2 separate regions of the Rattus norvegicus genome follow, and region 2 is linked to region 1. The links are chromatin contacts, called in public Hi-C maps. All regions are on one chromosome and are shown on one strand. Each heading gives the region's core, a stretch centred on a gene start, on an enhancer-like site or on the middle of the called end of the contact. The rest is flanking DNA. Distances are from core to core; before and after follow the strand shown.

What was found. A called contact is a pair of places that touch in the nucleus more often than the background predicts.
Region 2: a contact with region 1 is called in a Hi-C map of the A7r5 cell line, with 2.3 times the contacts expected there. The contact joins two enhancer-like sites. A contact is called at or near these places in 12 of 12 Hi-C or Micro-C datasets (the A7r5 cell line, the Rat2 cell line, Schwann cells and 7 more) and 1 of 1 datasets of contacts at active chromatin or transcription factors (oligodendrocytes).

Annotation. Positions count from the first base shown.
Region 1 is chr4:146,892,382-146,897,041 of GRCr8, reverse strand. No RefSeq gene overlaps it. Among named protein-coding and RNA genes, the nearest start is that of Lmcd1, 54 kb to the left of the region's middle. Within about 2 kb of position 2,386, at least 54 of the 93 cell types and tissues checked have an H3K27ac peak or open chromatin away from gene starts, as enhancers often do. A contact at or near this core is called in the A7r5 cell line, where this site is marked.
Region 2 is chr4:147,048,795-147,053,454 of GRCr8, reverse strand. No RefSeq gene overlaps it. Among named protein-coding and RNA genes, the nearest start is that of Ssuh2, 26 kb to the left of the region's middle. Within about 2 kb of position 1,959, at least 5 of the 93 cell types and tissues checked have an H3K27ac peak or open chromatin away from gene starts, as enhancers often do. A contact at or near this core is called in the A7r5 cell line, where this site is marked.

The sequences.
Region 1 (4,660 bases), core at 1,137-3,636:
CCAAATATTACAGTCGCTCCAGATCTCTAAAGGGAAGTTCTTACATTAGTTATTTCTTGCTTGCTTGGATGGAGAATTTTAATAGGAAATTATTCAATTAAATAATGAAAAGTCAGACTCTAAGTTTACTACAGAGTGCACAACATTGTAACTTTTGAAAAGAGTCAAATTTCCTTTAATGTATTTTTATCTTATGTGTCTGCACGTGAGTGTGGGGAGTGTCTGTGTGTTTGTGTGTGCCTATGTGTATACAACTGAAATTGCCACTAGAGCCCAGAAAAGGGCATTAGAACACCTGGAACTGGAATTACAGATGTGAGCTGCCACGTGGGTGCTGGCAACTGGACCCTACTCTTTTGCCAGACCAACAAGTTACTGATAACCACTGAGCGATCTCTCCTACCCCCACAAGTGAGCTTTAATAAACCTCCAAGGCTGTTAATATGCACACCACAAGAGGAAGCACAGCTTAACAGGCTAGCAGCTCTCTACTCCTAGTATGATTAGGGATCACCTGTGTGGCTTGTTCTCCTTGTCATTTCTGAGCCCAGAGGCTACCACACTTCAGTTGAGGTAATGCCTGAATCTTGCACGCCTAGCCTCCATGTAGGAGAGTCTGACACAGGTAGTCCCAGAATCAGTTTAAAAAACGCAGAAGGCAGGCCTGACCTCAGCTACCTGGAAAGAAGGTTGAGACAGGAAGGTTGTAAGTTCAAGGCCTACCTGGGCAACTTAGTGAGACCTTGTCTCACACAAACAAGAAACCAAACCAACCAACCAACCAAAACTAACCAAACAAACAAATGAACAAACAAAAAAACAAGTGGAGAAAGAACCCAAAGTTTAACAAAGTGCAGGAATGATACAGAAAATTAAGTGTTTGAAAGTCTGGGCATGGATATCCTCTGGAAATGACACTGAAGATGTAGGTGTCTGGCCTTTGTCCCCTGATGTTCTGATTGAGCAGATTGAGGACTAGGCCCAGGAATCTGCCTTTGGGTTAGTCACCTCAGGCTAGGGATCAGGGAGACATATTTTGACCCCCATGGCTCAGGGTAATAAGCTTTCCAAGAGCAAAGGACAGTACACTCATGACCTTGCAACACTAGGGCAGCGACTTCCAGCTGGAGGAACCCCAGTGACTGCCGTGTTTACACCTACACTGTCAGTTCCATAGGCAGAGGATATGAAAGGTGTGTCTTAAAAGGTGGGGGTGGAGGGATATCAGCTGGTTGTTTAACCCAGTCATCAGTGCTGGGGAAGTCAAGGTAGCTTTGATCTTCCTACCTGAAATGAGAGTGGATGGGCTGGTGACATAGCTCAGTGGTAGAGTGCTTGAAGTTCTAGATTCAATTCCAAGCACAGCAAAACCTAAGTTAAAAATAATAAATAATAAGCAAGATGGTGGTCTATACTTGTGGGCAGAAGGGAGGCACTGTTCAGAGTTCATGCGTTCATTACAGTAGAAAGTAAGAGTAGTGTTCACTGAGCACCTACAGTATACCAGATCACATTAATTTCATTCATTAGCCTGTTAAATGCTCACACTGACCCTGCGTTGTATACAAGATGGGTTTATTAAAAGATTGGTTTATTTTTAAACACACACACACACACACACACACACACACGAATATTTTACCTGCATGTATGTACTTGCAATATGTATATGCAGTGCTCACAGAGGCCAGAAGAGGGCACCAAATACCCTGGAACTAGAGTCAAAGAAGGTTGGGAACTGCCAGTGGGTGCTGGGAACTAAACTTGATTTCTCTCAGAATGACTCAATGTCTCTTTTGATACCAGTGCCTACAAGGCTACATACTCCGAGAGCCCTCCCTCTACATCTTATGATGGCTCTCTACCCTGTGGGCAATGCCCGGGGTAATATGGGGTCTAAGCTTTGCATTTTCCCAGTGTAACACTCCCCCTGGAGCCAGGCCAGTGCAGCTCCCAGATGACAAACTGTTTGCTCTGTGTCTCTGGTATGTGCCTGGTGTAATATTTACCAACTGGTCGACTCTGTGGACAGAACAAGCCCTGAGACTGTCTGTGTTTGCTCCAGTGTGCTTCCTGGCTGGGATCGTTTCCATGGTAACAGCCCTTCCTGTCAGCAGGCTTGAAGGAAGGCACAAAGGACCACACTGTTGGGAATTGCTGCCTCTTGGCTGATGGGCTTCAGTTTTTGTCCTGGCTCTTGAACAAGAGGAGTAAGGTCTTCTTTTGAACATTTCCTCTTTACTTTCCTGTGCCCTGAAAGTGATCTTTTTGGCTTTGTGTTTTACATCCTGCAGGAAGGCTAGGTTCTGTGATTACCTGGTGGTGTGGAAGGTGGTGGTGGTGGTGGGGGAGCGGTGGATAGGGAAGTAGGAACAGCCCACAGAGGGATGTAATGGGATCTCGTGGTTTGGCTTTGTTTGATTTTGTTCACGGTGCAGCAATGCAAGTTTGACCTGCTGCAGATTTCCCTCATCTGAATAGCTCAGTCACTTCCCCATCCTGTTTCTGATTTAGAAAATTCCACTGGCTTGGAATACCCTTCCTCAACCCCAGCCTCCCCTGCCCCCACCCAGCCACCAATAGGCCCAGTGGTGGCCTGTGGAAATCAAATGCCAGCCACCTCAGTGGCCCTCTATCATCTGGTAGCCACTTTCACATAGCAAAAACAAACAGGTAACATTAATTTTAACAGTATATTTTATTGAGCTAAATATATCCCAAATATTATCATCTCTACAGGCAAACAATATAAAAATATTTAACTTTGTCTCTTCCCACTGAGTCTCCAAAATCTGGAAGGTATTTTACACTTGGCACACATCTTGGTCTAGACTAGCCACATTGCCTAGTGGCTCCTGGCACTGGAGCTAGTCTGCCCTGCAATACCTTTCCAACCTCTCCTGATGTCGCAGTTTCCCAGGGCATTAGGCACCCCTAATCCTGTGGGATTTCTGTGTCCCTGTGTCCAGGTCTCAGCACTCACCACTCTGGTTGCTTGGCAGTTATTTCTCTAAAGTGGCCTTTAAATCATCTTTCAAATGGCATGACATGAATTTTCACATTGCTTCCCCTGGACTCTTTTGCCCTCCCCCACTGACTTTTTATCTCTGGGATGCACTCAAGCCTGTGTATCACAGCTCATGAGGTCTTTTCTGTTACAGGAGCAGGAGTCAGATCAAGCATATGCCTCACATTTTGGCCATTTTGGGGTCTCCCTAAGAGTATTTGCCTGCATGAATGAGGATACTAGAGACAGGATTCTGCTGTTACTCCACACCACTGCTGTCCGTCCTCTTCTGCACCTCAGTGGCCAAGTGTGGCCCTAGGTAGACATTCTATGTCTCTCCATGTTTTCTCGAACACTCGTTTTTGCTGACTTCCTGGTTCAGACAACACACACACACAGAATGTATCATATAGGGCATATTCCACCCAAGTCTAGCGCAATGGAACGGTGGGTTTATTGGGGTTACTTTGGAACCACTGGTGAGGGGTTACTTCCATGAATGATGAAATCAGCAGGCAAGGACTCCAAAAAGCTGCATCCCTAAAGTGCTCTGCCCAACTTGGAGGCAGATCCCCATGGAAGATAGGAGAGTCTCCTCTGCCTCGGTAGTCGTTTACAGGCTGTGTACTCTTGGGAGGTGGGGGCAGTCTTGTACATCTCAGAATTTTCTGAGTTCCCTGAGTCCTGAGTTTGATGAGTTTGAGTTTATTTTATACCATATTTGGTGTGCCACCTGCTTGTCTTTCTGTGCACCAAGTGTGTGCAGTGCCTCCTGCTGGCCAGAAGAGGGCACCAGAATCCCAGGGACTGAAGTTACTGACAGTGTGAGCAGCCAATGCTCTGAACCCATAATCCATCTCCAACCATTGTTCATCAGCTTCTTGTGCCTTGCAAGCTTCATTAGCTCAAGTCTCAAGAGCCTCCCCCTCTAGCAGAAATGTTTCCGTTTGGAAGAGAGAACTACACCACAGGGTCTTGGTATCCAATGAGAAATGACACTGCGAGTAAAATCCACTGATGAAAACCACAGGTACAACCCCTTCAATAGAGCGATGCAAGTCAGAGTAATCAAGGACGACCCAGCGTTTATTCATGGAACCTAAAATGATTGTTTTAATGAGATGTTTGTGCTCCCGCATTTATTGGAGCACCGGTCTCACAAAGGCAAGAAATGGAAGCAGCAGAGGTCTTCATCGGCACACAATGGACAGAGCAAATGTTCCCCACCTTGCACGATGGATTGCTACTTAGCCTTGGAAAGAAGGGGCATACATGATTAAGTAACTGGACAGCATCACGGCAGTGATACAGCAGACACAGTGTGTTCTCACACTGAGTTCTCAAGTGAACTCAGAAGCAGAGGGTAGCGTGGTGGCTGCAGAAGCTGTGGGCCTGAGAATATGGCAGGGGTGGCGAGGGGCTGGGGATGACAGTCAAAAAGAATCCTAGGGCTGAAGAGATGGCTCAGTGGCTATGAGCACTAGCTGCTCTTGCAGAGGACCTGAGTTCACTTCCCAGCATCCATGTGGCGGTTCACAACTACCTGTAACTACTCCAGGGGATCCCCTGTTAACATCCTTTTCTTCTTGGGAAGGTACCATTTTCCTTTGCTAGTGGTTAGAATCTGCTGTTGTAAAATTGATGGTCAGGATA
Region 2 (4,660 bases), core at 710-3,209, 160 kb before region 1:
TATGTGTGTGTGTTTCTGAGTTTAATTAGTGCTGCCTGCTGGAATGCTGACTGACTTTGTCAGCTTGGTCTCGTGCCTGTAACAATAGCTTTTGTGAGTTCAAGAGTGCAATGGCCTTGTTCTGGCTAAGAGATAGCACTTCCTTCCAGGGTGACCTTGAACTTGTACTGCCTCTGACTCTTTAGCATATCCTGTCAGCTTGCAGCACAACAACTGGCTTTGCTGGGTATTAAAATAACAACTGTCAACTTGTCATGGCTTTGCCACGGCAACAAACTACTGATGGCAACTAACTTTTGGAAGAGATTAGGTTTATTTAATTTTGAGTATGGAGGTTCAAGGCTCAAGACTGAGTGGAAGGTTAGTGGTGCCTTGATTTGACATATAGAGAGGGTGGTAGATTTATGGCTTCAAAATGAGCAGAAGGAGAGAGAAAGTAAAGTTCCACAATCCCTTCAGGAACAACCTTCCAATGACTCAAGAATTGCCTACTAAGGCCAACCTCCTCAAGGTCCTACACCTCCTTGTAGCAATGCCCCGTGGTCAAACCTTTGGTGCTGGTCTTGTGGGATAATAGCTATTAAGTCTCAGTGCTGGCTTTCCATGGCTGGTCCTCTTTAAGCCTTAGTTTTTCCTTTCTCTCTCTCTCTCTCTCTCTCTCTCTCTCTCTCTCTATATATATATATATATATATATATATATATATATGTATATATATACACATATATATATCTCCCTTCCTTCCTTCCTTTCTCCATCTCTTCCTTCCTTCTTTTCTCCCACACCTCTTTCTCCCCCTCCTTCCTTTCTCTTTCCCTCCCTCTTTCCCCTTCCTCCATCAACATTAGCATACATACCTAGAATGACTGTTAATCATTTTCACTCTATTAGTCTGCCTCATGCCTCTTCCTCTTCTAAGGAAGCCATTCTTCCCTCGCCATTCCTCTTCTACTCTCATGTCTGTTTTGTGTGTGTGACCCACTGAAGTTAGTGAGAGTTTCTTACCTGAGCTTGAGTGGAACCTTGCCTATTGACCGGCAGCTTACCAATTGCTACACCATTGAAACAAACGAGTCCTCTTCCCACAGCAACTAGCAGCTATTAATAACTGTAAATAGTCCCCCAGGGAGGGCAGGCTCTCATGAGTCGCCTTCCCATCCATGACGACATGCCTGGTTTTATGCAGGTCGTGTTACCACAGAAATAATGAGTTCACGAGTGTTATGGCCATGCATGCTATGACCAGAAGACAGATTTTTGTAGCACCCCCCCCATTTTCCTTCTCTTATATTCTTCCCACTTCATTTTCTGAGATGTTTCCCACACCTCAGAAAAGGCAGTCTTGTTTAGGACAGAGCACTTCACCATCATTTATTCTTGGCACGTTGATCAGGGAGGAAGCTCCTGGATCAGTGCTAGCTTGATGTCTCAGTGTCCTGTATCCAAAGTGTGTGGCTAGTGGCTTCAGCAAGAGGATCTTATCAGGTTCTGGTGGACTACCAAAATCAATTTCCATAGTGCTGTTTTGGGAAACACTGGGACCTCCGAGAGAATACCTGGGCACCCGCATTCAAATTATTATCTTTATTTTTAAAATACATTTTAGATTACCATTTAAAAATATAATAATAATGATGATAATAATAATAGTAATAATAATAATTTTTCATGCATCCTCATGTGTGGTTACCTCGCCTCTCTCCCCTCCACTTAAACTTTTCCACTGGCGTCTTCTAGCTCTCTTCTTTCATATCGTACATGTTCTAGAAAATCTCAGTTTCTTTGTCTGTGAAATGTGAAACGGCTTCACTCTAGATGCCTATTAGCTTTTTTTGTTTGTTTTTGTTTTTTTTTTTGTTTGTTTTTGTATGGAGAGGGGCGAGGAGAGAAGCGGGCGAGCTCACACAGCCCTCAAGATTTGGACTGCAGAAAGCGTTGGATAAACTGTGAGGCCACAGCTGTGTCCACCAGGAGGCAGCAGATACTCGCACATGAAACCTGCCCAGCATTGTTTTCTTATCCCAGCAGGTAAGCATGCAAGCTTAGGTAGCCACACTGTCCCCAGGTGGCACGTGCCACTGTGGCCATGTTATAAAGATGACACCTAATGCTTTCCTGCGCCATTTGGCTTTAGGATCTACGTTATTCCATTTCATAGAAGAGGAGGAGGCTGAAGCCTAGAGGGATTGAAAAACCCCAGGCCCAACTTTAACCCAAGGTTTGGTGGGTGAAACCTGGGCTGGAGGCCAGTGTGCCTGTCCTGGGGTCATCAGGAACATATTGTTAGGAGACTGTGCTAGCAGCTACTGGCTAGAAGTCGACTGACTGGAGTTCATGGAGGGAAGTTTTGGGTTTACTTTATCTTCTTGTCAAGGTAGGCTGGGCCCAGTTCACTGCCTGAGCCACTCCCCAGGGTAGAATTCTTTGACTTTCTGTTTCTGTCACTGCCTGGACAGAATACAGGGATTAATTACAGCCTGGGTGGAGTTTCCTGTTGCCTGTCATTCGTGGAATAGAGTCACAATACTGTATGGCATGTCGAGTGCTTACGTACAACAGCTGGTAGCTCTAGTCTGGAAGGTTATGGAAGCTTTGAAAGGTAGGACCTTGCTAGCAGAAGTCAGTGGCTAGGAGCAGGTCTACACATGTTCCACTAGCCCCTGGCTCCCATTCCCCATCATACTGTTTCCTGGTCCGCAGGGATGGGAACAGTCACTGCGAACTGAAATGCTCTGCCATGCTTTCCCTACCATGAGAGACTGAAACCCTCTTCAAGAGTGAGCCCGTTTCTTCTTTCAGGTGTCCTGTGCCGCAACAATGCAAAACTGACTGACATAGTTCTCCTGGGAAAGTGTTTGTGTTATGTTCTACAAGGGAGAAGGAGCACAGACAGCAAAATAATCAATGACCAGGCTAGTGTATGTGTACAGGCTAGACTCTGGATGTCCTTAAGTTTTTCACTGGAAGACAGTAAGTCTGTGGGACAGTGGACCATACCAGGAAACTTGATAAGGTACAACAGGTCTGAGACCCCTGTCTTAGGGTTCCTATTTCTGCTCACACATCATGACCAAGAAGCAAATTGGGGAGGAAAGGGTTTATTCAGCTTACTTCCATGCTGCTCATCACCAAAGGAAGTCAGGACTGGAACTGATGAAGAGACCAAAGGAAGCAGGTCAGGAAGCAGGAGCTGATGCAGAGGCCATGGGGGGGATGTTTCTTATTGGCTTGCTTCCCCTGGTTTGCTCAGCTTGCTCTCTTACAGAACTCAAGACTACCGGCCCAGGGACGTCACCACCTTCAATGGGCTGGGTCCTCCCCACTTTATCACTAATTGAGAAAATATCTTACAGGTGGATCTCATGAAGGCATTTCCACAACTGAGGCTCCTTTTTCTGTGATAAATCAGCTTGTGTCAAGTTGACCCACAAAACTAGCCAGAGCAACCCTGATACCTGGGAACCCACCTGAGATGGGAGGTAGGCACCCTGCTCCCTGCCAGATTCCTGGCCTGCTACATGTGTCCACACTCCCCAAGTCCATCATGTAGCCCAAAACATATTCTCCATGCTACTGAGGTTTAACCAATAAGCTTTCCTACCTAGGCATTCCTCCCTGCAAAAGGTATCTAATCTCTGGTGCACTCTGAGAAGTTGGTATGCATTGATTTGCCATGTTGAATAGTCAATAAATGGTATAGACAAGCATGAACCGTCTCTTCCACCAAAATCACCATGAAGAGCACAGAGAGGGCCTTTCCCTACAGAGTCACAGCCTAAGTCTCCCATAGAAGGACTCTCTGGACTTCCAGACAACTGCTGCCAACCTAAGGACAATCACTGATGAGTGAAGCTGGAGCTCCCCATTTCCCCAGCCCCAGGGTCTTCATCTTCAGCCTTCAGGACCCCAATAGTCCTGGCCTTGTTGAGTGCACATAGACCCCTAATTGTTCCCAACTCCTCTGTGCAATACCCCAGTGGCAAGTGGAGGCCTGGGGGTCAGGGAACCCCAACTTTGGTCTTCCCCATCTTAGAATGCATTTTCTCAACCCCTGAGTGGTGCGTTGACCCTTCCCTATAACCCAACACCTGACAGTGGGGATTCAGGGAGACACAGTCAAGCACTCCCTACATTTTACCTCCCCACAGAACACAGACACACATAAGTCTCCACTGGTTCAAGGTCCTTACACATGAACTTGGTAAGACATCATCATGCTGGAGGAATTTCTCTGAGGATATATGGTATTAGCCAAACACTTTCTGTCTATACTGACTGGAATCCTGCATGAAGCTGGTCAGGAATATCAGAGTCTTGGCTTCTCTTCCTCACCAAGATTTACATCATCTATCAGTGATCATCTTGTCCCTAGAAGGAAGATGCTGAGGACAATGGACACTGATGTTTCTAAGAGACAGAATGTTTCTTCTTTGGTGCAGAATGTAGCAGACACATGGGTGTTTGTGTGCATGAGTGCATATGTGTGTGTGTGTGTGTGTGTGTGTGTGTGTGTGTGTGTGTACACACCAAAGGTCAATATCATGTGTCTTCTTTGATCTTAATTTTTGAGACAGAGTCTCTAACTGTACTCAAAACCCACCAGTTGGCTAGACTGACTTGCTAGTGAGTTTAGGGATCTTTCTATCCCTGCTTCCCCTGG